Regions from separate parts of the Mus musculus genome. Here regions 2, 3, 4 and 5 are each linked to region 1. The links are chromatin contacts, called in public Hi-C and promoter capture Hi-C maps. All regions are on one chromosome and are shown on one strand. The core of a region is the stretch at or near the end of the contact, and the rest is flanking DNA. Distances in the headings are between cores, read along the strand shown. Region 1 holds the start of Jmy (junction-mediating and regulatory protein). Region 2 holds the start of Zcchc9 (zinc finger, CCHC domain containing 9). Region 3 holds the start of Wdr41 (WD repeat domain 41). Region 4 holds the start of Dhfr (dihydrofolate reductase). Region 5 holds the start of Ankrd34b (ankyrin repeat domain 34B).

Region 1 (5,332 bases), core at 1,704-4,203:
ACCCCAGCTGTAAGACTTGATCAACTGACAGTACTCAGTAGTTACGGTCTTCTTGAGCCAATTTCAAGTTTCATGTCATGCTTTCCTCAGGGTGGGCCTCCAATGACCAAGCAAGGCTTCACTATGTCCATCAGAGATGGACCCCTGAGAGTCATACTTTGTCCTGTAGTTCAACATGCTTCACTATGCAAGGCACCAAATCCTACTGAGATCTCTTTTCTTTTTCATATCTCACTTTCCCCTAGCTCTGCCAGGCCTTGAAGTCTCCCAGTTTCTTTCCAGAGTCTGTTTCTGGGAAAATCTAGTGTGGCTGTCAGTGAATTTAGCACCTGCTCCCTGAACTTGTCATTCACTTTCCTCCCCTTGAGGCTGATTGTAAGTGTCCAGGGTTCCTGTTCCCTCACATACAAAGCTAAAGTTACTCATTCCCTTCATACCTACCTTGCATGGCATTGTGGGGATACATTGTATAGGGAATGGTAGGCTTCTTGAACATCACAGACGACTAGAGTTTCTGTTAAAAGGCCCAAAGTGTTAAAATAGTTCCCAGATTACCAAACAATCCTCGATAGTTTCTAAGCCTTTTCAAAGTTGCCATGGTGTGTTCGTGCTTTTCTTGTCGCTTTACCTCTTCCCAGGGAGTAACTTACACACCCAACAATCAGATATGGACCTAAATAGAGAATGCTAGAGCACTACAGTAACATGTCATGGGAATTTGGCTTGTTTCTTTTCATTTGTCGGCTAACAATGACTAAGATAGGGGAAACTTGAAACAGCGAGACTTCCCATTTGAAAAAGCACAGTGGCAAGTATGTTAGGGGAAAATACTTAACACCTGTGTAAACATGAACCCGTTTCCCCTCCGTGGTTTGTGATAAGTCACAATTTTATAGCAGTAGATAGGTATGACAGTTAATCCATGTACATCAAATGTTGCTCTGTTTTGTGTGAGGTAGACTAACCTTGTGGCTCAGGCTGACTACAGGAGGCAATCCTACCCCAGACTCCCAGATGGTAGAATTGAGGTATAGCTACCAAGCCTGGCATTGATTTCTTTTAGGCATATTTAGCCTGCATTCTGCAGATTTATAAATGTATTGAATAAAGAGAGCTGGTGATTTCAAACTCTATCACAAAAAAAAAACAAAAAAACAAAAAAACAAAAAAACTAAGCAGTTATCTTTTTATCAAAAGGACAATTTTTCTGTAACGTTACTTGCTGAAGACTCCAATTTGCAGTGGGTTTCTTTCCTTTAGCATTTTATTTATTTTTGTGTTGCTGGAAATTGAACTCAGGATTTCATGAGTGCTTTGTAAGTACCCCAAGCACTGAGTAACACCCCAGACCCCTCTCCTCTCCTCCCCTCCCCCTCCTCTCCCTCTCCTTCCCTCCTCTCCCTTCCCCTCTTCCTCCTCTTCCCCTTCCCTCCCTCTTCCCTCTCCCTCTCCCTGTAGACCAGCTGGCTATGAACTCCCAGAGATCTGACTGTCTCTCCCTACTGAGTTGTGGAATAAAGGAGTGGGCCACCATACTTGGGTCTCTCCCAGCGTTTTCAAAGGTGCTTTTGATTTGCACGGAAGAGCTGACACATATGTACAAGCTTTGAAAATATGCAGCTCATTATAAGAATTCCAAAAGGTTGAAGTCATTTTTATCTTTTTCTGAATCTTGCTGTGTGTGTGTGTGTGTGTGTGTTTGGTCCAAGAGTAGGCATGGGTTTCAAAGCAGATGTTTAAAGTTTAAAATGTTCAGCAAGGCGGTGGTGGCACACGCCTTTAATCCCAGCACTTGGGAGGCAGAGACAGGCAGATATCTTAGTCCGAGGCCAGCCTGGTCTACAAAGTGAGTTCCAGGACAGCCAGGGCTACACAGAGAAACCCTGTCTCCAAAAAACCAAAACCAAAACAAAAAAAAAAGTTCAGCCAAGAGATAGGTCTAAAACTTTTGACTATCAATTTAGATGTCAGGCCAATACAAAACTGTGTGTAGCTGACAACGTGAGGGTGACTCAGATGATTTTCACACGTTTTAGAAATGTGGCTTAAAGTAAAAGAACTAATTCCTATTATACATTAGTGCCTGCTTGATGCCTTAGACACTGACAGGAAAGATGACGCCAATAATATAAAGTGGATTATAAACCTACTAGACAATATTAGGAATGTTTCAACACAATTTAGTATGAATAATTGGATTTTTCTGGCTGGTTTTTGAAACAAGGTCTTTTGTAGCCCCTGCTGGCCTTGAATTACCATATCTGGTTGCCTCTACTCACCAAGTGTTGGGATTATAGTTATGCACTGCCTTGCCAGGCTGATAAAAACTTTTTGTTTGTGCTTTCTGGGAACTCTGATAACTGAATACAATGTCAAAACTTTAGTGCAGTGACTGCCCAAAGAGATTCTCAGAACAGTACACAACGAGGAAAGCCGAAGCAATAAAAGAAGGATAAATTGAGACAAATGTTCACGCTCTTTAGGACGTGACTGAATTTTCCTACTGTTTTCGTATTCTCCTGAGTTGTTTTGCATACATGTCTAACTTAAATTGTGTCTGAAGGATGTCAGGGGAGAATGGAACCCTTTGGCTTAGCCTTGTAAAGCAAGGCAGAGTTCCCGGACTGTTTAGGACGCGTCTGAACACAGTTGGCGATCCAGATTCACTTAGGGTGAAGGAGGGCTACATCAAGGTCCTTGAACAAAGTCTCAGAGTCCCTCTGCCTTTGCTCCTCTTGCCGGGGGTTCAAAGCAACCTGTGCGGCCGGGCACACCAGTCTCTCATCTTGCAGAAAAGCGTCATCCCGCAGCCACAGACTCCGGGCCGGGAAAAAGGGGGCAGGGCTGGGGCCAGGAACGCGGCGGCGCGCAGGCGCGGCTGGAGGGACGCGGAGGGGGGCGGGGCGCCGCCGGGCGGGCGGGACGCGCGCCGCCGCTCCCGTTGCCGCTGCTGCCGCCGCCGCGTCAGCAGCGTGCCGCACGTGCCCGTGTTTACGTCCCTCGTGGAGCCGCAGACGTCACAGCCGAATGGCAACATTGTGGCGACGCTGAGACTAGCGCTTTAGGAGTCTGCTTTCTGGTTCTGGTTCTGGCTGGCTGGGCGCTGTTGGCCGGGGGCAGAGGGGCGGCGGGGAGGTAGGCCCCGGCGGGCGAGCGGCGGACGCGCGCCTCAGCACGCAGCCCCGCGGCTCCGCGCAGGCCGGTCCGGCGGCCCAGGGCCCTGCGCTGCGGCAGCGAGCGGCTTGTAAACAGATCCGGCCGCACGTGACCATGTGAACTACCTGCTCCGGGCCGCGTATTGTCTCTTCTGAGAGCCGCACCACAAAGGAGCCGGTGGGTGAGCGGCCGGCGCGCTAAGATGGCTGCAGGCGCCCCGCAAGGGTGAGCTGGGGGCGCGGCCACCGCGGAGACTCGGCCGGGCGGGCGACCCCCCTCGCCGGGCACCGGAGCTACCATGTCGTTCGCGCTGGAGGAGACACTCGAGTCCGACTGGGTGGCGGTGCGGCCCCACGTATTCGACGAGCGCGAGAAGCACAAGTTTGTGTTCATTGTGGCCTGGAACGAGATCGAAGGCAAGTTTGCTATAACCTGTCACAACCGGACGGCCCAGAGACAGAGGAGCGGTTCCCGGGAACAGGCGGGGACGCCCGCGTCTGATGGGAGTCGCGGTCCGGGCAGCCCCGCGGCCAGGGGTCGGTCAGAGGCCGCTGCCTCTGCTACAGCAGCGCTCCGGAGTCCCGGGCCACGGAAAAGCCAGGCCTGGGCCGAGGGCGGCTCTCCGCGCAGCGCGCGCAGCCTGAAGGGGGATCCTCCTCGGGGTCCCGCGGGCAGAGGACCGGAGAGTCCTCTCCGTAGCCCCGCGCGGGCTAAGGCCAGCCCGCTCCGCAGAAGCGCCGAATCCCGAGATGCGACCGCCAGTGCCACGCCAGCCCCGCCGGCGCCCCCGGTGCCCCCGGTGTCGTCGGTGCGGGTGGTGAGTGCCTCCGGGGCGGTCTCCGAGGAGATCGAGGTCCTGGAAATGGTGAGGGAGGACGAGGCGCCACAGCCGCTCCCGGACTCGGAGCAGCCGCCGTCTGCCGCGGAGCTGGAGTCTCCGGCCGAAGAATGCAGCTGGGCCGGGCTTTTCTCCTTCCAGGATCTGCGAGCCGTGCATCAGCAGCTGTGCTCGGTAAACTCCCAGCTGGAGCCGTGTCTGCCGGTGTTCCCCGAAGAGCCGTCAGGCATGTGGACGGTGCTGTTTGGGGGCGCCCCCGAGATGACCGAGCAGGAGATCGACGCTCTATGTTACCAACTCCAGGTATACCTGGGCCACGGCCTGGACACGTGTGGCTGGAAGATCCTTTCTCAGGTTCTTTTCACCGAGACGGATGATCCGGAGGAGTATTACGAAAGCCTCAGCGAGCTGCGGCAGAAGGGCTATGAAGAGGTGCTTCAGCGGGCCAGGAGGCGCATCCAGGAGGTGAGTGCGGAGTCCGAGCAGCGGTCCTAGTTTTCACGTCTCACTGCCAAGTGTTGGAGCCTGGGTTTGGGGTCTGCGAAGTGTCTTCTTTTCTAGCCGCGGGAAAAGGAAGAACAGGAGGGCTCCTGATCGGCTTTCTTTACTTATCTCAGCGATGGATCTTTGGGAAGTTTTGAGTTTTTTTACCCCTCCAAAAAGTACCCAGTTTACTAAAAATACAGGTAGAGATAAAAGCATTTAGAAAAACAGGTATTCTGTAATCTTAAACTAAATGAATGTTACTCTCCCCCTAAAGTAGCTTGCCCAGACATTAGCTCTTCTTTCAGGGTGTCATGTTTATGTACTGAAAATTGTTGTCTTACCGATCAAAGTTGATCTGCTTTTGTTTGCCTTGTGTGCTCTGGCAACATAGGTAAGTATGAAATTTTACTTTTCAGCGTTTTGCGGTGCTCAAAGTGTACCACTGAACTACACCCAGCCCTAAATTTATTTTTTAAAAAGTGTGTTGACTTGACCAAATGAGAATTGACATAAGTAAGATTTTAGACTATGAAGTCTTTACAGATGGCTCAAGTTTCACTCCTGTTTTAGGGAGAAGGTAGGTCAAGGGCAGGAATGCTTTGAGCTTTTATATGTAGTGTGAACACTTTAACATACTTCTTGAGTCTTTAAATAACAGGAAATAAAGGCTATACGTAGTGAGCTCTTCAGTGTGTGTTTATAGTCATGCCTCTTCTGTAGAAATGTACTAAAAAGTGTAATTTAATAAGGTGACTTCTAATGGGCAATATACAATTTTTCAAAGCAATTTGTTTTAATGTCACAGTATTTTGTGCTTGAACTTGGGATGGAGAGAAGCTCTGTTTCATGGAG
Region 2 (5,332 bases), core at 927-3,426, 1.7 Mb after region 1:
CTACCTCCCAGGATAGTGGGTAGATGTACTCAGTAAATAGTAGCTACTACTAGTAGGAATACTAACGCTTCCTCATGAATCCTGAGGACTTAGTATATGATTTGTTTACTCAACTACTAATCATCAAAACAGAAGTGTTCCCTCACTTCCAAAAATCAGATCTTCAAGGAAATTTAGCATTAAAAGGACACCATTTTTGTTGAATGCGCCATCTAGTGGTATATATTATATTCAAGGCTAGGCATCAACAGAAAATAAAATTTCACACTTAGTTAAAATGTTAGTATTGGAGACAGCTGGCTGAGGTCACTAAGCTATAAGAGGCATTATCACACACCTTTCTTTTTGTTTTGTTTTGTTTTGTTTTTAGAGGCAGGGTTTCTCTGTATAACTCTGCTTGTCCTGGAACTCGATTTGTAGACCAGGCTGGCCTCAATCTCAGAGATCTGCCTGCCTCTGCTTTGGGAGTGCTGGGATTAAAGGCGTCCACCACCACACCCGGCCCATCACCCTTTTTTTTTTGGGGGGGGGGGGTTCGAGACTGGGTTTCTCTGTATAGCCCTGGCTGTCCTGGAACTCACTTTGTAGACCAGACTGGCCTCGAACTCAGAAATCCACCTGCCTCCCAAGTGCTGGGATTAAAGGCGTGCGCCACCACGCCCGGCTCCCATCACCCATCTTTTAAGCAGTTCATTTCCCAACAGCTAGAGGATTGTTTGTTTTTGTTTTGTTTTGTATTTTTAAACTTTCTGGGATATTTGTGGCATTTACTATACCAAATCACAATATTTTTCTGACACTGATTTTCCATTTAAGGAAAACTGGGCCCATTTTAACTCTTTATCCAGCTAACGGATGTAGTAAGGAATGGGGATCAATTATGTGAGAGGCAATCAGGATACAGTAAAACTTATTATACAATCCTCTGTGAAAAGAATCAAAAAGCATGGCCTGGGAGAGGATGTTTCAGAGGCTTAGATAAGAATAAAATCTTGGAAGACTTGAAACAGAACATAATTAAAGAAACCAGAGTATTATGTAAGCAGAACAGCGTATGTAAATCCTGGTGCTAAACAAAAAGAAGATGGGAGAAGGCCCCTTCGTACAGAGCTTAAATAGGACAGAGATTGTAACAAATGCTCTTCCAGAGTTTGAATATCATCTCAACATTGAGAAAAGATGGAAGGGGTTTAGTCTGGAAGACACCAATTGGATCTGGCGCTCTGACTTATATTTTCAAAAGTTCACTTGTGTAAAACATCTGGGCAAAAACGTCTGCCCAGATGAGCTGCAAAAATTCGGGCCAACACAGTGAAAGCTGAGACAAGGAACGAACGGGACAGTCAGTAGAGACAAAAGGCGAGAAGAGGCAGTGGATCAAATATTTAAGAGGCAAAATAAACAGAGCCTGATGGAGGACTAAATGTGTACGTCCATGCCGTTTCTCACTGAACAAACCTGGGGGAGGCTTCCCGAGCGAGGGAGGGCGGGGGAGCACTAATAGGACGGAGGACTAGAATTTTATTGAAAAATGAACTCCGGCCACCAACTGTGAATTAACGCCAGGCAGGGCAATCATGAAGTACCACTCAGAAGCAATAGGTGCTCCGAAGGTCTCTTCAGACTTGCATCTCAGCGACTCTCTTGGTGCGCTGACACTGCGGAGCCTCGGCTCTCTCTCTCTCTCTTTCTCTCTCTCTCTCTCTCTTTCTCTCTCTCTCTCTCTCTCTCTCTCTCTCTCTCTCTCTCTCTCTCTCTCTCTCTCTCTCTCTCCCTCTCTCTCTCTCCCTCTCTCTCTCCCCCCCCTCTCTCTGTCTGTCTCTGTCTGTCTCTGTCTCTGTCTATCTCTCTCTCTCTCTCTCTCTCTCTCTCTCTCTCTCTCTCACTATTTCGCTACTATTTCAAATTCATTGAAATATATTGTCCAATTCAAAGGACCGTGTAAGGAAGACCTTCCTCCCAAGAGTCCTTCCGTCATCTAGACTGCACATTCTGGGACCGCACAGACTGGGCGCTCATTATCTTTGTGTCCGGGGACTCCAGTGCAGCGCCCTTACAAACAAACACTACACGACCCACAAACTGGCACAAGCCAGCCACCTTCCCCAGTTTAAGACCCACAAACACCTCACGCTTCCCTTGCTTGGCCTGCCGGAAGTGACGCGTGGAGACGGTGCACTTCCGGTCTCTATGGCCGCGATCTCATCCGGGGCCGGGCTTCTCTGGTTCGTTGTCTCAGCTGCTCTGGAGGATTCAGACCCGGTAAGGAGCTACGCGGGTACCACCGGTTAAGGCGTGGGCGCCTCTGTGCTACCTTGGCCGACTGGGGCCGGACTCCTGCGGGAGATCGCGAGGGCAGAGCCCGGGAGCTAGCTTGTCGGATCGCCGGCTCCGTTGCTGGGAGCGGGCCCCGCAGGCCTGCTAGGGTGCCCGCGGGTCGCAGTGCTGGGGCGGGCATGGAGAAGCGATGCCGCGCGTGCGGGGGCACCAGGGCTGTCCGGCTGTCCCGTGTCACCCTCCAGACACCCAGAGTCTCACATTCCGGGTGTGCGGGAGGAGGATCCGCCCTCTTGGTGACGGGGGACCGGTGCACTGTAAAGTGGCATACAGCGTCACTCACCGGCCCTGAAAGCATGTTGCAGACTCCTGGTGCCAAGGCTTTAAGTTGCCTGGCACACTGGATGCTGCCCTGAAAGTGGCAACTCGGTAGTTGAAATAATCCTTTGATTGTGTCTGGTGTATTCATTCATTAAAGAAGAAAAAGAAACTGTTCTCAGAATTGCTAGGTAGTATGCAAAGTAAAATACTCAATTTTATGTTGGAGCCAAATAATTCGTCTTAAAATACACTCCTTTTAAAACTGCTTACATCTGCATTCTAAATGAAAATCTCTAATTATGCATTTATTAAAGGTAAACAAACAAGATTTCTTAATGTGAAGTTTATTTTACAATTTGGATCACTAAAATGGGTTCATTGAAAATGACTTAAAGCCGGGCGTGGTGACGCATGCCTTTAATCCCAGCACTCTGGGAGGCAGAGGCAGACGGATTTCTGAGTTCGAGGCCAGCCTGGTCTACAAAGTGAGTTCCAGGACAGCCAGGGCTACGCAGAGAAACCCAGTCTCGAAAAACCGAAAAAAAAAAAAAAAAAGAAAATGACTTAAAACCATTAGACTGCAAATGGCAGTCACCCTCATTAAATAAGAGAAGACTGCCATGTGACTACAGACACTTTATAGACTGCCTTTATACATCTACAGGGGAAAGACAGACGAAAGGACAAGACTTGTGTATGTTTACTAATGTGCTTTGCAAGTAGTTGCATTGAAATGGCAAACTAAGCAAGCAGATTGGGAGAAGGCAGACTGGTTTAAAGGTAGGAAAAGAAATGGCCAGGACGACGGCAGGGTTTAAGAGGACCATTTACAGTATTTACATATGATTTCTAACTTAAAAATCATTTGCTGGCAAAATATTTTCTAGTTTTAACTAAGCATATGTTGTTTTCTTCAACTGAAGTAGAACCTCTCTGTTCAATGCCAAAATACTGTAGAAAAATGTCTACACAGCATACCATGTGTCTGTACCCCTACCTAAATGAAGAGTTTTAATGGTTTAAAGTTTAAAATGTGAGTATATTTGATAAGTAATGACTTCTGTATATCTTCAATTTATAATTAATTAATTGCTACTTGCTCTTATCTTACAGATTAGTGGAGTACCTCTGATCCAACCATGACCAGGTGGGCTAGAGTTACTACTTCAAATAGTAAGCGACCCCTGTCAGCAACATCATGGGAGGACATGAAGAAGGGGTCTGTGGAGAGAGCAGACCAAAGCCTTCCAAATCGTAAGCAGTGTCAAAGCAGTAGGCTGCCCCTTAGAAATGACTCACCTCAAGCAAAACGCAAAAAGAACAAAAAGAAAAAAGAGTACTTGAATGAAGACGTGAACGGCTTCATGGAGTACCTGAAGCAGAACTCACAGGTACTTCACAATGGACAGCTGATAGCAGCTGACAGCCAGGAAGTGAGGGAAGAAATTGCCGTGGCCTTAAAGAAGGACAGTCGACGGGAAGGAAGGCGGCTAAAGAGACAGGCGGCAAAGAAGAATGCAATGGTGCGCTCATGACTGTATGTTGCTACCTTCTTTGTGCAACTAGAAAGTGTTACTCATCTGGTCACACAATACATGTTTAAACAGAGCCCAATTGCTGCAGTCCTAGTGCCACTTTTAAAGGCTTGTGCTTTCTTACTATACACACACACACACACACAGTACACTGGTTAGTTGTCATAACAATATTACACACATGATAGTATTCCCATATTACAGGCAGAAAGCACAGTAGAAGTGTATCCAGGTTAAGTAACTGATGAAAGCCATGTGATCCATGCTAGAGGTGGCAGTCAAACTGAATTCAAAACCTATGTTTGCCCTACCACTGTGTTATGGTAATACCTTTTTAAATAGCTGTGGAAAACCCTCTAGATGTCCCAAGTTAAAGGTACTTCCCATTACTTGGATGCTCTTTTGTTATTATGTATAAAATATTTGTTCACAAGAAAGAGGCCAGGTCCCTGTAATTCTTTCTACATGAAAGCTATGGAATCTTCAAGAAATGTGTTTCACGATGATAGGTTTTAGAAGCTAAGGCAGGAAACTTCCCAGGTTGGGAGAGGCCAGGTATCCACACTGGGTAATATAAATTTTTATTTTATGTTTGGGTATATCCAGCCTGTGTGCCTGGTGCCCAGGAGACCTAAAGAGTCCAATTCCATTGGTTCCCCTGAAATTGAAGTTACAGAGAGTTGTGAGCCCCCACTACCTTTTGTGGGTGCTGAGAATTGAACCTAGGTCGTCTGGAATATCACTCAGTGCTCTTAATACCAGCACTGTCCAGACCTAATTCCATGTTTTTCATTGTGGTTGTAATTTTTTGAAAATAGGTATATGTGGTCAAAATACAAATTAGCGTGTGAACAATTATTTAATTGATGTTTAAACATTTAAAGTCTTTGTGCTTTTGACCATTTTCCACCTAAATGTGAAGTAGATTGCTAGAGTCAGGGGTTTTTTTGGTTGGTTGGTTGGTTGGTTGGTTGGTTAGTTGGTTAGTTGGTTGTTTGGTTGGAATGTTTTGTTTGTTTTGAGATGGGGTCTTGTTATGTAGCTCTGGCTGATCTGGAACTAACTAGGTAGACCAGGGTGGCCTCAGACTTAAGGGGACCTCTTGCCCGTGCCTCCCATGTACTGGAGTTGCAGGCATGTGCCACCACACCTGACCTCCAGAGTTCTCAGAAGAGACCTATTTTTTGGACGTCATGCAG
Region 3 (5,332 bases), core at 1,370-3,869, 1.5 Mb before region 1:
ACATATTTGATTCTCAGATTTGACAGCTACAACTCAATCTTAAAGTCATTTGCTTCTTCTAAGGTAGTAAGAATATTTCTAAAACCTCATGACAATTTTTTCCAAAACATCAAAGAAAAAAAAAAGCAAACAAATGTAATTGTCAAGACAACCAGACTCTGACAAGGTGACATGGATTTCAAAGGATTTAAACATGTTACCATCAGGGTTCAAAGTCCATTCCAACTGAATATTAAATGCTACAATTTTCAGTTGGTTATATTTCAGGATTCTGAAAGTTTTTACAAAAGATAATTTAAGTTTGAAGTTGTTTTAAACATAAAATGCTCTAAATCGTCTTTGTCAGCATTGACCACTGGGCAGAGTAAGCCTCTTACCTGAAGTCATCGAGCCTCACCAGGAAGCGGACAATGTCGCGATGAGCCTCCAGTACCAGCAGTTCAGTATAGGGGTTCTGACCTTGGTCCTCTCCTATTGTCTGCAAAGCAGCTTTCTTGTAATGAAAAAAAAAAAAACCCACAAAACACAAAACATAAGCATAAAATGATTTTAACTGCACAGTATCCATGCAAGAACAAAAGCTTTTAGAAGCCACAAGATATTATGTTCTAATGCTAATACATACCAGTTCTACATGGAAGTATTTCTCTTATCAAAACCTTTGGTGTTTTCAAACCACAATAAACTTGTAAAGAGTAAACTTTATTTTGTTGAGTCTCAATAAACCCGACTTTAAAACTACTGGGCCAATCAACTCAACTGTTGTTTCTCAATCAAAGTTTGTTAGGACCAAGGAGCTAGCTCAGCAGGTAAAGGCACTTGTCACTAAGTCTGATGACCTGAGCTCCGTCCCGGGGACCCTCATGATGGAAGGAAAGGAACTGACCCCTACAAGCTATCATGTACATTCTCTCTCACACACATTCACATACTCTCTCACACATACACGCATACTTACACACATGCAAACACAATGCTTTCAGACAGACATATGCAAACACAGATGCATACACTCAAACATTCAACATGTGCACTCCCACACAGAAACACACGCATAAACACACATAAACACACACACACACACGCTTTGTTAGAAACAAAGCTGCAGACTAAATGAATCAAATACAGACAAACGCAGCCCACTGCAAGCACTCAGATGTCTGCTTTAATGATTAAATGTAGTAGTGAAAGCAGACTCATGTGTCCTCTGGGCGACAAGACTGGGGGACAGGTCCTGCATGCAGAGTCCTCCAGAAGGCAGCACAGCAGCCTGTGCTAACGACACACACCTCGTAACTTAACTCTACAGGGGAAGTCTCAATTGGCCCCCTTTCTGGAGGCAAATTCAGTACAATTTCACCATAAGAAGCTTTGTTCTTAACCAAGGTTTCTTAAGTCTGACAAGCGAGTTTGGACTACGTTAAGTTTCTGTTCCTGAGACCTCTCCTGGGTGTTAGGATAGACAGCAGCATCCTTCTTCTATACACAGTGCCCCCATCACACCTACCCATGGCCAACAGTAGACACTGTACTATCCTCTGGGGACAAGATTACCCCAGGACTGAGAATCACTTAGACTGGAAGGCTGACTGTAATTCATAAGTAATGTTCTCTCATTCATTAGGAAAAATCACCAGCTCTTATAGTGTACATATTCAAGGCAGTTACACAATTGAAGTACTTTTGTGTGGAAAAGAAAACGTAAGATCCAGCATGCTATCCCATGGTGATGGTTTTGCATTTATCTGGTCTCTTTTCTAGCTGTCACTCAATTATGTGAGAGTTTTACCAGGTATGACAGAACTGAATAAAATAGTGTATTCACTAAATAAGCAAATAGTCAAATATATGTTATGTGTCCATTCAATAATCCACAATTCTTCCATAACCCTAAGGACTTCAAATTATATAAAATAAGTGATTTAAAAAAATCACGTGTCAATGTCAAAGCTATGAGGAAGTTAAAACTGCCAAGTTTGCAATAATCCAAACTGTAAAATGCTTCCTATAAGGAAGGAAGTGTAACACAAATTGTTGTGTGGCACATGAAGTAAATTTCAGATGTCAACATTTTTAAGGTGACAAAATTATTTTTTCAATGTGACGATGAGACCATACATGTACTAAATAAACAGAAATCATTTTCTCACTTAGCTTCTCGGAAAGCAACTAGTTAAATTTACGTTCCTTAAGCAAATTCGAGTCCCGGCTGAGAAGACTTATCGGTTCAAATAAATCAAGAGTGGCAGTCACTCCTGCTGGTTTGTAGTTAAGTCCCAGTTTCTTAGCAGAGGCCAGGTGGCCCTGAGCAGCCGCTTCCGGCGCTCGCCGCAGGCCCCGCCCCGGCCCCGCCCCCGGGCCCCCGCGCATTACCTCGGCTAGGCCCTGCGGCTCGCGGCCTCCTCCGATCAGCCAGCGCAGCATCGGGCCGGGGCGTCCGCGGCCCACGGAGCGAGGGCCGCCGCGGCGCAGGTGCTGGGGCTGCGGCCGAGTGAGCCTGGGGCGAGGCAGCGGGAAAACAGAAGTCTCGTTGGGGCGCCCGCACTGAAGGCCGCGACGGCGGAGGCGGAGGTTCCGCGTCCCCAGTGAGCACGCGCGTGGGCGCCGCGCGGTTGGCGCAAGAGCTCAGGTCGCTCGGGCGCCCCCTAGTGGGCGTGCGCTGCGGCCATGTCGCCGCAGGACCAGCGCTTGTCTAAATCCTGTGTAGCTACGGCGCCCCTTAAACACACTAGCAAGTCTCCTGGTTTCCCAACAGCCAGATGGAGAGGGTGTGCCTGCAGTAGACTTCTGCTCCTGGACGAATCTAGTGGCGTTCTTGTACACCAAGCAGCCAACATTGTGTGCCACAGAATAAGGACTGTACCAAACCCTAACGCCTCCCTTTTTACAGACCAAGAAACTGACCCGCTTAAAGATTAAGTAATGTGTCTAAAGATAAAAGCCAGCAGGTGGCCATGATGGAATTAAGACTTGCTCGGTAAACTTCAAAACCGGTTCTTACACATTGCCTGGACTGTCTTCCAAAGCAGGAAGTATAAAGCGAAGGAATCCGTTCCCTGGCTGTGCTGCTGAAACATGGAGCGACATTTCTAGCTCCAAACATTCTATGTCAGCCTCTAAATTTTCTTAATAGTTACACGACTGGTTATACAACCTGGCTTCGTATCAAAAATTACCTGGACACTTTTGAAAATGTAGACTAGGAAAAGCAATCTCTAGTTGGCACATAGAAATCAAAGTTTGAGGGGACTAATATCCAATATATATATAAAAAACCCAAGAAGGTAGACTCCAGAAAATCAAATAACCCCATTAAAAATGGGGCTCAAAGCTAAACAAAGAATTCTCATCTGAGGAATACCGAATGGCTGAGAAGCACCTGAAAAAAATGTTCAACATCCTTAATCATCAGGGAAATGCAAATCAAAACAACCCTGAGATTCCACCTCTCAACAGTCAGAATGGCTAAGATCAGGTGACAGCAGATGCTGGTGAGGATGTGGAGAAAGAGGAACACTCCTCCATTGTTGGTGGGATTGCAAGCTTGTACAACCACTCTGGAAATCAGTCTGGCAGTTCCTCAGAAAATTGGACATGGTACTATCGGAGGATCCCACAGTACCTCTCCTGGCCATATATCCAGAAGATGTTCCAACTAGTAAGAAAGATACATGCTCCACTATGTTCATAGCAGCCTTATTTATAATAGCCAGAAGCTGGAAAGAACCCAGATGCCCCTCAACAGAGGAATGGATACAAAAAATGTGGTACATTTACACAATGGAGTACTACTCAGCTATTAAAAAGAATGAATTTATGAAATTCCTAGGCAAATGGATGGATCTGGAGGGCATTATCCTGAGTGAAGTAACTCAATCACAAAAGAACTCAAATGATATGTACTCACTGATAAGTGGATCTTAGCCTAGAAACTTAGAATACCCAAGATATAAGTTACAATTTGCAAAACACATGAAACTCAAGAACAATGAAGACCAAAGTGTGGACACTTTGCCCCTTCTTAGAATTGGGAACAAAATACCCATGGAAGGAGTTACAGAGACACAGTTTGGAGCTGAGACGAAAGGATGGACCATCTAGAGACTGCCATATCCAGGGATCCATCCCAAAATCAGCCTCCAAACGCTGACACCATTTCATACACTAGCAAGATTTTGCTGAAAGGACCCAGATAGAGCTGTCTCTTGTGTGACTATGCCAGGGCCTAGCAAACACAGAAGTGGATGCTCAGGGTCAGCTATTGGATGGAGCACAGGGCCCCCAATGGAGGAGCTAGAGAAAGTAACCAAGGAGCTAAAGGGATCTGCAACCCTATAGGTTGATCAACAATATGAACTACCCAGTACCCCCCAGAGCTCCTGTCTCTAGCTGCATATGTAGCAGAAGATGGCCTAGTCGGCCATCAGTGGAAAGAGAGGCCCATTGGTCGTGCAAACTTTATCTGTCTCAGTACAGGGGAAGGCCAGGGCCAAGAAGTGGGAGTGGGTGGGTGGGGGAGTGGATGGGGGAGCATGTGGGGGACTTTTGGGATAGCATTGGAAATGTAAATGAAATAAATACCTAATTAAAAAAAAAAAGAAATCAAAGTTTGGAGTGCGTTCATTGGAGTAGCAAGACCTGAGAATTACTGTTCTAACATTGTAAATTACAAATGTATTTGTAAAAGTTCTCACGTGTGCTTGTATATGTATTTATTAGGCTCAAAGGAGGCTACCTGCAGGGATGTCCCATCCAGTGAATCAATATATAGGATATGGACATACCAAGTAAGATGCAATAAAGAATCACAAAAAGTACTGCCTTCTAGGGACAAAGCAGAAAAGGCTCAGGCAAAAATGAGACTGGGCTACGTGTTCTACTCAGGAGATACTTGATGTGTGTGCGTTCAAGTTGCCAGGACTCTGGGAGCTGATGTGACCATTCATATTCATTCTGAGTGCACTGTGCAAGAGAACACTCCCAAACTCTGTTGCTTTCTGCATCTCTGTGACCCAAAGAAACAACCTAAGGGGAGGGAAAGCCTGTTGAGCTCATGGTTTCAAAGGTGTCAGTCCATCACGGTGGGGAGGGAGGGCACAGTAGAGCACAGCAGCTTCAGCAAAGCAGGCCAGGAAGCAGCACCCAGCTGCTGCCTCTCTCCTGTTCCCCATCATCCAGCACAGGTCCCGGCCCACGGATGGTGATATACCCAGAGGGAAGGCAGATTTCGCTCCGCAGTTATTTCTCTCTAGAAACATTCTCAAAGATGTGCCTAGAAGAATACCTGTCTCTCTTATGTCGTTGTAAATCCAGTCAAGATGACAATTAGGAT
Region 4 (5,332 bases), core at 2,070-4,569, 1.1 Mb after region 1:
TTATGTACTGATTTGTGCCCTGGGAAACAGATCACTTTTCTTGTAATGAGCTCATGTTATAACACTTACTTGAGTTCTCTACTGAGAACTATATTAATTCTGTCCTTTAAAGGTCGATTCTTCTCAGGAATGGAGAACCAGGTTTTCCTACCCATAATCACCAGATTCTGTTTACCTATAATACCAAGCAGAAAAGATTATCAGAAAATACACATATATTGTCAGTGACATACATAGGCAAGACGATTGTCATAGTGACATCTAGTGGGCATCCTTTAGAAAAATTAAGACAAACAGCTTTACCTAAAATTCAGATTTAGTTCTCATTAACTAAATATAGTTCAATTTTTCAGTTTGGCTCATGCAGTTCATATCTTTTACTTAGGTTTTAATCCATTGCAACCATGCATAATTTCAGTCCACAGGGCTCAGGTTGACTGGATTTTGTAATTCACTTGATATCCTTACATGCTTTATTAGTGTCTAAAGTGGAGAACAGGTTCTAATCCTGGAATTCTTGAGATTGAATGTGTTCACCATCTTAAACTACTTGTCTCTGATTCATCTATCCCAGAGAAATAATACCTATCTCTATGTATATTTAAGATCATCTCTACCTATCTATATTCAGAGGTCAGGGACCTTTGCAGAAGACAGGGGCAGAAAACATGTAAGAGTTGGTAGAAGGGGAAGAGAGCTGTGAAAGGCTGACTTTCGGCCACGACAGGGCTCACATATGTATGCATCAGTTCTCATCTGGCTCCTGCACAAGATCAAGCCAGGCAAAATTCAAGTATGGAGGAGGGTTCCTGAGGCCCCTCCAGTAGGTATTGGTGTTGATGGCTGCTGGGAGATGGAGAGCCCATCTTCTGGTCTGGACTGATTGTAGATTGCTCACATCCTAGTCAATGGCCACACACAGGGTTATTAATAACAAGTAGAACATGACTTAGGGAAGGAGAAGGGGACTCAGGGGGAGTGAGAAGGTAAATGGATACAACCAACATAAACTGGGTAAAAATATAAAGCTTTTATATTTTTGTGTAACCCATATGCACAGGCCAGGCAGTGTGACTGGGTGTCTTTATCTATCTTCTTGAGACAAGTTTTCTCACTGAACCTGGAGCCCACAAATTGGCTACAGAGCAAGCCCCAGAGATCTTTCTGTCTGTGCCTCCCTAATGCTGGTATTACAAATGTGCCACTGTGTCCAGCTTTTTATTCGGGTAGTAGGATTTGAACTCAGAGTAGACTGTGTTAAGATGGCATCTGCAGCTCTTCTTTGGCACTGCCTACAAGGTGGCTGCCATCTGTTTTGCTGCATCATGGCTGTTCGCCGGCCTCTGGTGAAGCCCAAGATCATCAAAAAGAGGACCAAGAAGTTCATCAGACACCAGTCAGACTGATACGTGAAAATTAAGGGAAACTGGAAACCCAGAGGCACTGACAGCGGGGTACAGAGAAGATTCAAGGGCCAGATCCTGATGACCAACATTGGTTACAGGAACAACAAGAAAGCCAAGCACATGCTGCCTAGCGGCTCTAGAACTTTCTGGTCCACAATGGCAAGGAGCTGGAGGTGCAGCTGATGTGTAACAAATCTTGCTGTGCTGAGATTGCTCACAGTGTGCCCTCTAAGAACTGAGGAGTCATCGTAGAAAGAGCAGCACAGCTGGCCATCAGACTCATTAATCCCAACGCCAGGCTACTCAGTAGAGAACATGAATAGGTGGCTTGTGTGCATGTTTTGTGCCACGCCCCCAAGATGGCATTTGTCAACCTGTCTACACAGTGACCTACTATGTTCTCTACTAATGTTCAACATCTACACTGCTGACTTCTTTTTCCCATCAGCTCTGCCCTCCTCTCCTACAATGATAAGCAATAAGCAAACATGTCTGTTAGGAAGAATTACAGCGAATGTCCTTACAATCACAAGTAATGGGAAACTGCCTTATAATTATTGCACACCACTCCCCATTCTTTTAAAGTCAGTCACCCAGACTGCCTCACTGAAGACCACAGCCTTCATCCCACCGTGTCTTCCTAAAGCCAACAGATTTAAATTATTTTTAGCCTCTTCTCCCCTGCATTTTTCTCCATTTACTCAAGTCTTCTGTCTTTCAGTAACAATTCTAAATACCGGCTCAGGTCTCTATTCAAAGTGCTAAATTTTGCTGCCGATTCTGCCCAGTTATATTCGAGCTATATGCACTTGCTAACAAAATTTCAAACATAGAGTATTCTAAGAGGATGTTTAATAAAATCTGGGAATCGCACAAAAATTTCTAGCAAGAAACAGAGATCCCAGATTCCCAGGGGAGACTTTCTACTCATACCTCTACCATGTAAATCTTGCTTCAAGCAAACATAATTCTCATGACTTAATTACTCTACATTACCTTCCACTGAAGAGGTTGTGGTCATTCTTTGGAAGTACTTGAACTCGTTCCTGAAAGTTAGAGAAACAGTTAACCCGTCATGTATGCTCAGGCTCCATTCAGCGACGAAAGGTGCAAGTCCGGTGTGGGTGTGGGGGGTGGTGTTGCTGCCCGCTCAAGGACAGGACTTTGCTCCCGGCCAGGGAGCCTGTGAGCAAAGGCTGGCACAGCAGGGGGATCACCGCGGGAACCGGTAGCTTGGTCTCTGGCTGAGGCCGGTAGGCCTACCGCTCACGCCCGTCCCGCGCGTCCAAGCCAAGTGCATGACCCTACTCAGTGAACCGCCTCAGTTTCCCGAGCCCAGCCCGGCCAATACCTGAGCGGAGGCCAGGGTAGGTCTCCGTTCTTGCCAATCCCCATATTTTGGGACACGGCGACGATGCAGTTCAATGGTCGAACCATGATGGCAGCGGGGATAAAATCCTACCAGCCTTCACGCTAGGATTGCCGTCAAGTTTGGCGCGAAATCGCAGCCCTGAGCTGTGTACCACTTGCGCAGCTTAGGCCCCGCCCCCACCAAGGCCCGCCGCGCATCCTATTTGTGCAGCTAAGGCTCCGCCCCTACCAAGGCCCGCCGCGCATCCTATTTGTGCAGCTAAGGCCCCGCCCCCACCAAGGCCCGCCGCGCATTCTATTTGTGTAGCTAAGGCTCCGCCCCCAAGGCCGGTCCCGCACAGGTTGAGGCGTGCGCGCGCGCAGGCGCGAGAAAGTGCGGCCGCGCGCTCGCGCTCCTAGCAGGCCGGCTCTTCTGCACACTGCAATGCCCCGCGGGAAATCCGCGTCGGGAGGCTCTACTGCCGCCGGCCCAGGCCCGGGGAGGCAAACGGTTCTAAGCCGGTTCTTCAGGTCTGCGGGAAGCCTAAGATCCAGCGCGTCCTCCACGGAGCCAGCAGAGAAGGTAAAGTACGGCTCCGCGGCGCCCCTAGCGTCCACCTAGGCGAAGGCCGTCCCGGGCGGGTTCTGTCTGGGACGGGGCGGAGCTAGAGGGCGGGGTGGGGCCGGACCGCTAGGGGCGGGGTCAGGGTGGGGCGGGTGCGTAGCCGTCGTGGCCGGAAGCGGAGGCCTTATGGAGAGCTTATTAATGGTGGGTAGGGCTAAGGGGCGGGGCCAGGGAAGGCTTAAGGTGGCGGCTTCTTCTGGTCCTTGTTTTAGTTGACTTTTTTACCCGACCAGCGGTAATAGATTTGAGGTCTTGGTGCTTCCAGTCGGTAGCCGGAACCCGAGCCAGAAACTTCTATCGTGGTGAATGGCGAGGACTGGCCGGCCGGCCCAGGATGCGTTTTTTAACCTCTGTTCTTCATTCTTTCCTTTACATTTTCCCTACTGTATTGATGGTTGAAGAGGAGCTTTATTTACATATGCTTGCTTGGCTGACTAGAAGAAAGCTGTCATTAAGGCTAGTTTCTCAGAATTCAAAACCATGTGCTCTGTCTTTCTGATCCCCGTGCCAGAATATCGTTTTACTGTACAGATTTCCAGTGTAAGCATTTAGATGGATGAAGTTTCTGTACATGCTTATAGTTGGCTACTTCCTGTTGCTTGCAGCCCATCAGATAGTTCAAAGCAAAGCAAAGAGAAACAAAACCAAAACCCCATCGTGATACTGCCACAAACACAGGCCCAAGGATGTTTCCCACACTAGCTGGCAATGTGTCACACTTGTTCAGGGTGAGTTAAGGCCTCGGTCATTTCCCAGACTGAAGATGTAGAAGGTGATTGTAACGGGCATCTCCTGTATTTTACTGCAGTTGCAAATCAGTTTAAGAATCTTAACCCATTTCATTTATATTTCTTTCCAATACTGACTAATGCTCTACTCTCTCTTTTTAAGGCTTTTTTTTTATTTCTGTACATTCACTAAGATTCATTTTGCACTCACCACTGAGAGGATATTAGGCAAAAGTTTTAAGTTTTTCATAGATTATCTGCCAACAGATAGTCTCAGGACATCTTTTAATAGTGAATGGAAGCTTTGAAACAGGAAATACATTGGTCGTTTATTACTCCTCTTCCTTCTATAATTTTGCATTTTGAAAATAGATTTTTTAAAATTGATCTTGTAGAAGTATTTTATTTAACATATGAGTAGGAAAGTAGAGAATTCCACATAATTTTAGTAGAATGTGAGGTAATGAGAGACTGTTCCTGCCAGTTTCTGTCTCTGATGGCAAAAACAGTCACCCCCAACAGCCTTTTCAGAGTAAAAAGTAGAGTGGCAGGCAGGAACTTACTATCATTCTGCAGCAAGGTTAAATAACTCCAGAGACTTCAAGCTTTAGAATAGTGTTAATACACCATTTCCAACCTTCCCGATACAGGTGACAGAAGGTGACAGCAGGAAGAGGTCACTGGGAAATGGTGGGCCCACTAAGAAAAAAGCAAGGAAAGTTCCAGAGAAGGAGGAAGAAAACATCTCAGTAGCAGCTCACCACCCTGGTGAGTGCCAGAGACTAAGTATTCTCAGCTGCTGGCTTCCCCAGAAGGCAGAGGGGATCATGGGAGTGCTGAGCTTTGTTTTCCTGTGTAGGGAAGGAGCCCTGCTGCTCCTCAGCTGCTGGTTGAGAGGCTAGGCCCACAGAGGAGCTCAGTTCTCTTAGTAGTTCTTCCAACTTTCTCTTTTGTTCACTATTGCTGTATTTTTTAAAAAGTGTGTATGTGTGTTTTGCGAGTGTGTGTGTGTGTGTGTGTTGTGAGTGTAGATGCCTGCATAGGCACGAGGCATGTAATCCTCTGAGAGCTGGAGTCACAGGTGGTTATCAGCCATCTGATGTGGTTGCTGGCAATTCAGGTTCTCTGATGGAAGGGTGGTATGTGCACTAACCACTGGACAATCTCTCCTGCCATGTTATGTTTTAAATCTTGGTTATAAAGATGAAACATTTGCTAATGAT
Region 5 (5,332 bases), core at 1,370-3,869, 1.1 Mb after region 1:
ACCTAGTCTGTTTGCAGGCAGGCCCACCCCTCGGTGCTCATCTGCTTCAATCCATATTTTGTACAGAGAGTAGGAAAGGTGATTGGACTCTCCCAAGGTCATTCCTTCTTTCTGCCTGTCTGGAGTACGGTATCTCCCTGCCTGTTAGATGATGGACATCCCACGGCAGGGCCCAGTTGGGGTACCTGATTAGTGTGGTACCCAGCATGGTCGTGCTATATGTCTGACATGCTTGGAAAGCCATCTTGGAGCTGATTCCTCCTATTGCCTTTGTCCTCCCACCGTCCCCAGCTTTCTATTCATTAGGACAGGAGAGAGATTTTCCTTTGTGTTCTCTCTTATAAAACAGTTGTCTGGCTGTGGAGCCATAAAGTGGGTATATGACTCTAAAGCTCAGAACAGTCCTTTCTCTTATCCTAGTTCCTGCCCTGGTGTGAAATGAGTTGGGGAACCTGGGCTCTTCCAGAGTTACCAGGTTTGGGAGTGTATTGTTCCTAAGTGGGGGTGGGGTGGGAGGGGAGGCAATAGCTACATTACTGTAGATGATTGTGAGTTTAAAAATCGGGAGGCATTTACTGCTTAGGAATTCATTAAGTACTAGGTTCCAAATATGCATCACCCAATACAGGTCCTGCTTATGTGAGTCCCCTGGACTGGTGGGACCTAACAGGGAGATGTCAGGTTTTACACACCAATGGCATCTCCATCTTTTCTTAGTCCCAGAATCATGTAAGCCTTTAAAAAGGATTTCTTACTCCTGTTTGTTTCCTGGTTGCTTCCAAGCCCTGCATCTGCTCACACAGGGGTGCCTCCACCATCATCCCCAAGTTGTTTGAAAATTAATTTCCTTGCAGAGGTGAAGGGCAGAGTTGCTGCCACAGTCCAGAGGAATAGGGAGCCCACGGGTCCCACGGAAGACTACAACCCTGAGCAGGAGCCAACCAGAACTTGAGGCTTGCAGCTTTCTCTTCCCAGTCAGCTCTTCAAAATCACTGTCCTGATGGGCAAGCAGTCCAAAGCCAGACAGCAACTGGAATGAGGCCAGCCAGAGGTCATAAGCAAAATGTGTCTGTTCCCAGCAAGCAGAGAGTCGGAGCCAAATAAAAGATGCACTGACTGCCCAGGAAAAGTCAGCTTTCTTGGGTCTCCAGTCTTCTAAGAAATATTCAGGAACTGCCCACGGGAAGGAGTTAGTTTATAAGGTGTGCTGTTTCCCTCACATAGCTACAAAGCTAGGCTGGCTCCCATGAGCTCCTCCTGGGGCTAGGTTATGGGTGCCTAGATCCCATCTTCTCTTCAGAAGATTCCCTCCCTCAGCAGAGACAGAGACGGGGGAGGGGATGAGGATGGGGGTAGAAATTGCAAACCTGCTCCTCCAAAGTGTCTGGGAAGCGGCGAGGTACCAAGGTGGCTGGATTTCCAGACTGTTGAGTGTGCAGGCGGCGTGTCTCCAAGGTCCGTGCCTGGTTTCCTCAGATTTTCCCCAGTTCAGGAGAGAGCAAGTCCAAGGTGCTGTCGGAGAAGGGCAAAGGAAGGTGACTGGGGCGACAGCGCTGGGGCGCGGATGGGGGCGGGGTGCTCATTTCGTCGCCTCCACTCCAAGCCAGGGCAGGCAGCTGCCCAAGAAAAAGGCTTGTGCCGGGAGGCCCTGGGCAGTGGTCCCCGCGTAGCCTAGCACTCGGCCCTCGCTGGGGAGATGGCGTGCCAGAGAGCAGGCAGCACTGGTCCTCCGCCCGGGCTGGCGCCGTTCCTCAGCCCGCTCTCCGCTGAAGGGGTCTGGATGCCCGGTGCCAAGGATGTGCGCACCCGGGAGCCGCAGGGACCGGACTGCCTACCCGGCGACCCCGGTTCCTGCAGCCCGAGGTTGCAATCGGCTCCGCGGCCCCAGCCCGCGCTCCGTACCTCCGCTGCCCAGCGGCCACGGGCACCTGCGGCCACGCGCTCCTGCCGGACCCCGCGACCCGCGCGCTCCACTGGCCGAGTGCGCGCCGCTCCCGCCACGGGGCTCCCACCCCGCAGCCCTGGGCCCCGGGCCGCTCCTCCCGCGTCGCGAGGCCCGAAGGCGGCGGAATCCGCAGACCCGCGGGGTCCGAGCGCGAGCCGCCAACCGGAGCTGGGGACTTGCGGGAACCCGGAGGCGCGCGGCGGGGCGCGGGCGAGCCGGAGTCTCCCGGGAGGCCCCTGAAGCCCGCTGGCCCTCGGTGGCCCGTAGTGGTCCGCGGTAGCAGGGTCTCCGTCCCCACACTGGCAGCTGCGGTGTCAAATGTGCGGCAGGTGCCTGTTCGCGGGGCGCACCGCGGCCACACGGCCTCGCGACCCTCGGTGCCTCAGTCTCGCAGCTGTCACCGCATCCCAAAGTTTCCCCAAGTGCAGCGGGCGGACTGACCTGGGACGCGCTGTCGGCTCGGCAGTGGTCCTTCACCTTCCTGATCGGCTCCTGCTCGGACGCTCCGTCCGAGCTGGGTGACTGTCGACGATTCGGCGGCGACTGCGATCTCAGTCCCCTGTCCGTGTCACCGGGCCCCCGCCCCTGCCCTGCAGACACAGGCGGGCCACGAAGCGCTGGAGCGGGAGCGGCGAGGCGCGCACCTCGCCAGACGCGGGGCTGGCGCTTCCGCTGGGAGTGACGCGCCCGCGCTCCGCCGCGCTGCAGGTGGGGGCGGCGGGCCAGTCCGGGCCCCGGGGCCAGAAGATGCTCTCCGAGGCTCCGCCTCCGCTCCTAAGCCCCGCCCCGTCTCCACTCCAGGCCACTGAGCTTTGACAGCTGCGACTGGTGGGAGAGCGAATGGGCAGAGCCCAGGTAGCCCAAGAAAGATGACGCCCCTCCCCACTAGTCCCCGTGCCCTTGGTCCGGGTCTGCGTCCACGTTCCCTTCCATCCCATAGCCATCTCGTTGGTCTGAGATTCAGCCTTCACAGGTTCCTTCCCCCACTTCAGGTAAAGCCAGAGCCTCACTAAAGAACTGAACGTTTGTAGGAGCAACCGTTTTGTTTTTATTTTATGAATTTATAATTTCATTATACTCTAATTAAGGCTTAATGGAATAGCTAACAAAATTTCGCAAAATAAATTTGAGGTATTAAACTCCACAGAGACATGAAGAAAAAAGGAAATTATGTAAACGAGATAGTTTCAGCTTTTCATATGTATTGAAGGAGGTGAGAATTCAAGGCCAGCCTGGGCAACATACTTGCCTAAAATCAAGCTAGTCTGTAGTTTTTCCATCCCCAAAGGGGAAGATAATAGACCCTTTGGCAGACTTCCTCTGCTTAAATAAAATTCCTGTGAAATGGTTCCTTATAAACATTTGTCACATATTCTCAGGACATGTTGCACCAGAAGCAGGCTCTAAGAAGGTGGACTACCTGGGGTGGGTCACCCTTTGTTCACACACCTTTGGGGAGTCCCAGAAAGGAGAGAGCAAACTTTTATGAAGGCATGGGTCTTTTCTCCATCTCTTTTTAACAGTTTTATTAGTATATACACAGCATGCATATTAAAAGGTGTGGACCACAAGTCTAATGATTTGTGTACAAACTGAAGCCAACAACAGAACGTATTACCAGCAACCCCAAAGGTCCCCTTATGTCTGCACCCTGGGAGGACTGGTGGCTCTGCCAGCACAGAACGGTTTTGTTGCTTGTGTGTTTTCTAACATCATTGGGAATATGTCTCGCTGCCTGGGTCCCCCCCCCCCACACACACACACCCTCGTTGTTACACTTCAGACAATATGTTATGTATGACTGTGCTTTTCTCCTTCTTTTCGTTCATTGTGTCTGTGTGTCTCAATTTGTTTTGCTTCTGGGAGACATTTAGGGCTATTCTCAGGCTTGGGAAAGTCCACAGACACTGCTATGAACACAGCAGGTGACATCTCCTGCCCACCTATCTGTAGACACAGTTTTGTGGGGTACACCTGAGAGTGGAACTGTGACTCATGACATCAACATGTGTTCAGCCTCTGTGGATGTTACCAAACCTCAAAGTTTATCCAGTTTTCACCACTACTTTATAAGTTCTTTATTGATTGCTCTCACAAACGAATCTCATTGATAATTGACAATCACCACATTTAACACAGTGCAAATTTATTTACTTGATTATAGTTACGGAAGTCAGAAGTGCAAACAGCTTTAATGTTCCTGAATTCAGCAGAGTTGCAGGGCTGTGTTGATTCTGGAGGGTTCTTAGGAGAGCGTCTGTTTCCCCTGCTCCTGGCTTTCAGAGGCCCTTTGCGTTCCTTGACTAGTGGTCCCATCCTCCACAATCCTATTCAGATGTCTCTGTGTCTATCTGTTTGTCTCTGTCACTGTTTCTGTCTCTGTTTCTGTCTCTGTCTGTTTGTCTCTATCTCTGTCTCACTCTCTGTCTCTCTCTCTGTTTCTCTCTGTCTTTCTGTCTCTCTGTCTGTCTCTGTCTCTCTGTGTATCTCTCTCTGTTTCTGACTCTCTGTATCTTTCTTTTCCCCTAACTCCTCTGCTCTGGCTTGTTTTTTTTGTCTCCCTCCGCCCCTCAGCTTCCTTTCCACCCTCTGACCTCCCTGCCTTACTTCTCTGTATTTGCACTGGGCTTCCTTGGATAATCTGCCATCTCGAGATTCATAATTTAATCACACCTACAAAGTTCCTTTCCCCACATAGCATAACATATTCACAGGCTCCAGAAATGAGGCTGTGAACTTCTTTGGCAGGCTATCATCTGGCTTCCTCCACCCACCACTGAAGTACTGGAAGCTATTTGCTAGAGACAAGAGATGTCTGGGGGTGGGGGGGGGTGGGTGACGGGAGTAATGAAGCCTGAAGGATTTTCCTGTTGACCTGGTCCTTACCAGGTCAGGAGATGGGGCAATGCTGAGAAGTCATCCTTCCTGGTCCACTGTTCCTGGGAGCTTTCATAGAATGAGAGTCCAGGCTGCTTTGGGCTAGAAACACCTATGCTGAGCAAAAGGCTAGAGAAGGCGGACCTGCTTTATCTAATGTATGGGATGCTGTGGTCTGAATGTGTTTCCCACAGTGCTACATTGAATTATAACTGCAATATTTGAAGATGGAATGCTTGGGAGGTGATGAGTCATGGGAGTATGGCCCTTAGGATGGGTTAGCACCCTTGAGAAAGGGCCTAAGGGGGTAGTAAGCTGGTGTCTGGGCATCCTCCACATGTGACAGGCAGTGCTCATTCTCTCTAAAGGACGTGCAAGCAGCACTGCTGGAAACCACAAGAGCAGCCCTGGCCAGATGCTGAGCTTCTAAACTTCCCAGTCTCTAGAACCCTGAGGGGCGCTTTTCAGTTGTCCCCAAGCTCCTCAGTCTGTGCTATTTTTCCTAGGGCA

What was found. Promoter capture Hi-C pulls out the DNA fragments that hold promoters and counts their contacts. Hi-C and Micro-C count contacts between places; a contact is called where the count stands out from the background.
Region 2: a contact with region 1 is called in a promoter capture Hi-C map of pre-B cells, with 4 times the contacts expected there. The contact joins the promoter of Zcchc9 here to the promoter of Jmy in region 1. A contact is called at or near these places in 1 of 39 promoter capture datasets (pre-B cells), 2 of 115 datasets of contacts at active chromatin or transcription factors (the 230-238 cell line and differentiating embryonic stem cells) and 1 of 9 other capture datasets (liver).
Region 3: a contact with region 1 is called in a promoter capture Hi-C map of liver, with 3 times the contacts expected there. The contact joins the promoter of Wdr41 here to the promoter of Jmy in region 1. A contact is called at or near these places in 1 of 39 promoter capture datasets (liver) and 1 of 484 Hi-C or Micro-C datasets (muscle stem cells).
Region 4: a contact with region 1 is called in a Hi-C map of muscle stem cells, with 7 times the contacts expected there. The contact joins the promoter of Dhfr here to the promoter of Jmy in region 1. A contact is called at or near these places in 5 of 39 promoter capture datasets (erythroid cells, hippocampal neurons, liver and 1 more), 2 of 484 Hi-C or Micro-C datasets (CD8 T cells and muscle stem cells), 4 of 115 datasets of contacts at active chromatin or transcription factors (the 230-238 cell line, embryonic stem cells, large pre-B cells and 1 more) and 1 of 9 other capture datasets (liver).
Region 5: a promoter capture Hi-C map of stem cell-derived epiblast-like cells shows a contact between it and region 1, with 3 times the contacts expected there. The contact joins the promoter of Ankrd34b here to the promoter of Jmy in region 1. A contact is called at or near these places in 3 of 39 promoter capture datasets (the C10 cell line, pre-B cells and stem cell-derived epiblast-like cells).

The regions. Positions count from the first base shown.
Region 1 is chr13:93,497,429-93,502,760 of GRCm38.p6, reverse strand. It overlaps Jmy (junction-mediating and regulatory protein), which reads left to right and starts at 2,953. Exons shown (of 11, transcript NM_021310.3): 1 at 2,953-4,459. The coding sequence starts at 3,455.
Region 2 is chr13:91,804,540-91,809,871 of GRCm38.p6, reverse strand. It overlaps Zcchc9 (zinc finger, CCHC domain containing 9), which reads left to right and starts at 2,176. Exons shown (of 6, transcript NM_145453.2): 1 at 2,176-2,262; 2 at 3,712-4,121. The coding sequence starts at 3,738.
Region 3 is chr13:94,973,631-94,978,962 of GRCm38.p6, reverse strand. Wdr41 (WD repeat domain 41) reads right to left here and starts at 2,619. Exons shown (of 14, transcript NM_172590.3): 1 at 2,374-2,619; 2 at 378-493. The coding sequence starts at 2,424. It overlaps Gm41024 (a long non-coding RNA gene), which reads right to left and starts at 366. Exons shown (of 2, transcript XR_873814.1): 1 at 1-366.
Region 4 is chr13:92,352,770-92,358,101 of GRCm38.p6, reverse strand. Dhfr (dihydrofolate reductase) reads right to left here and starts at 3,319. Exons shown (of 6, transcript NM_010049.3): 1 at 2,758-3,319; 2 at 2,403-2,452; 3 at 70-175. The coding sequence starts at 2,843. Msh3 (mutS homolog 3) reads left to right here and starts at 3,099. Exons shown (of 24, transcript NM_010829.2): 1 at 3,099-3,339; 2 at 4,760-4,877. The coding sequence starts at 3,202. It also overlaps the pseudogene Gm19308.
Region 5 is chr13:92,423,256-92,428,587 of GRCm38.p6, reverse strand. Ankrd34b (ankyrin repeat domain 34B) reads right to left here and starts at 2,619. Exons shown (of 5, transcript NM_175455.4): 1 at 2,387-2,619; 2 at 1,368-1,512.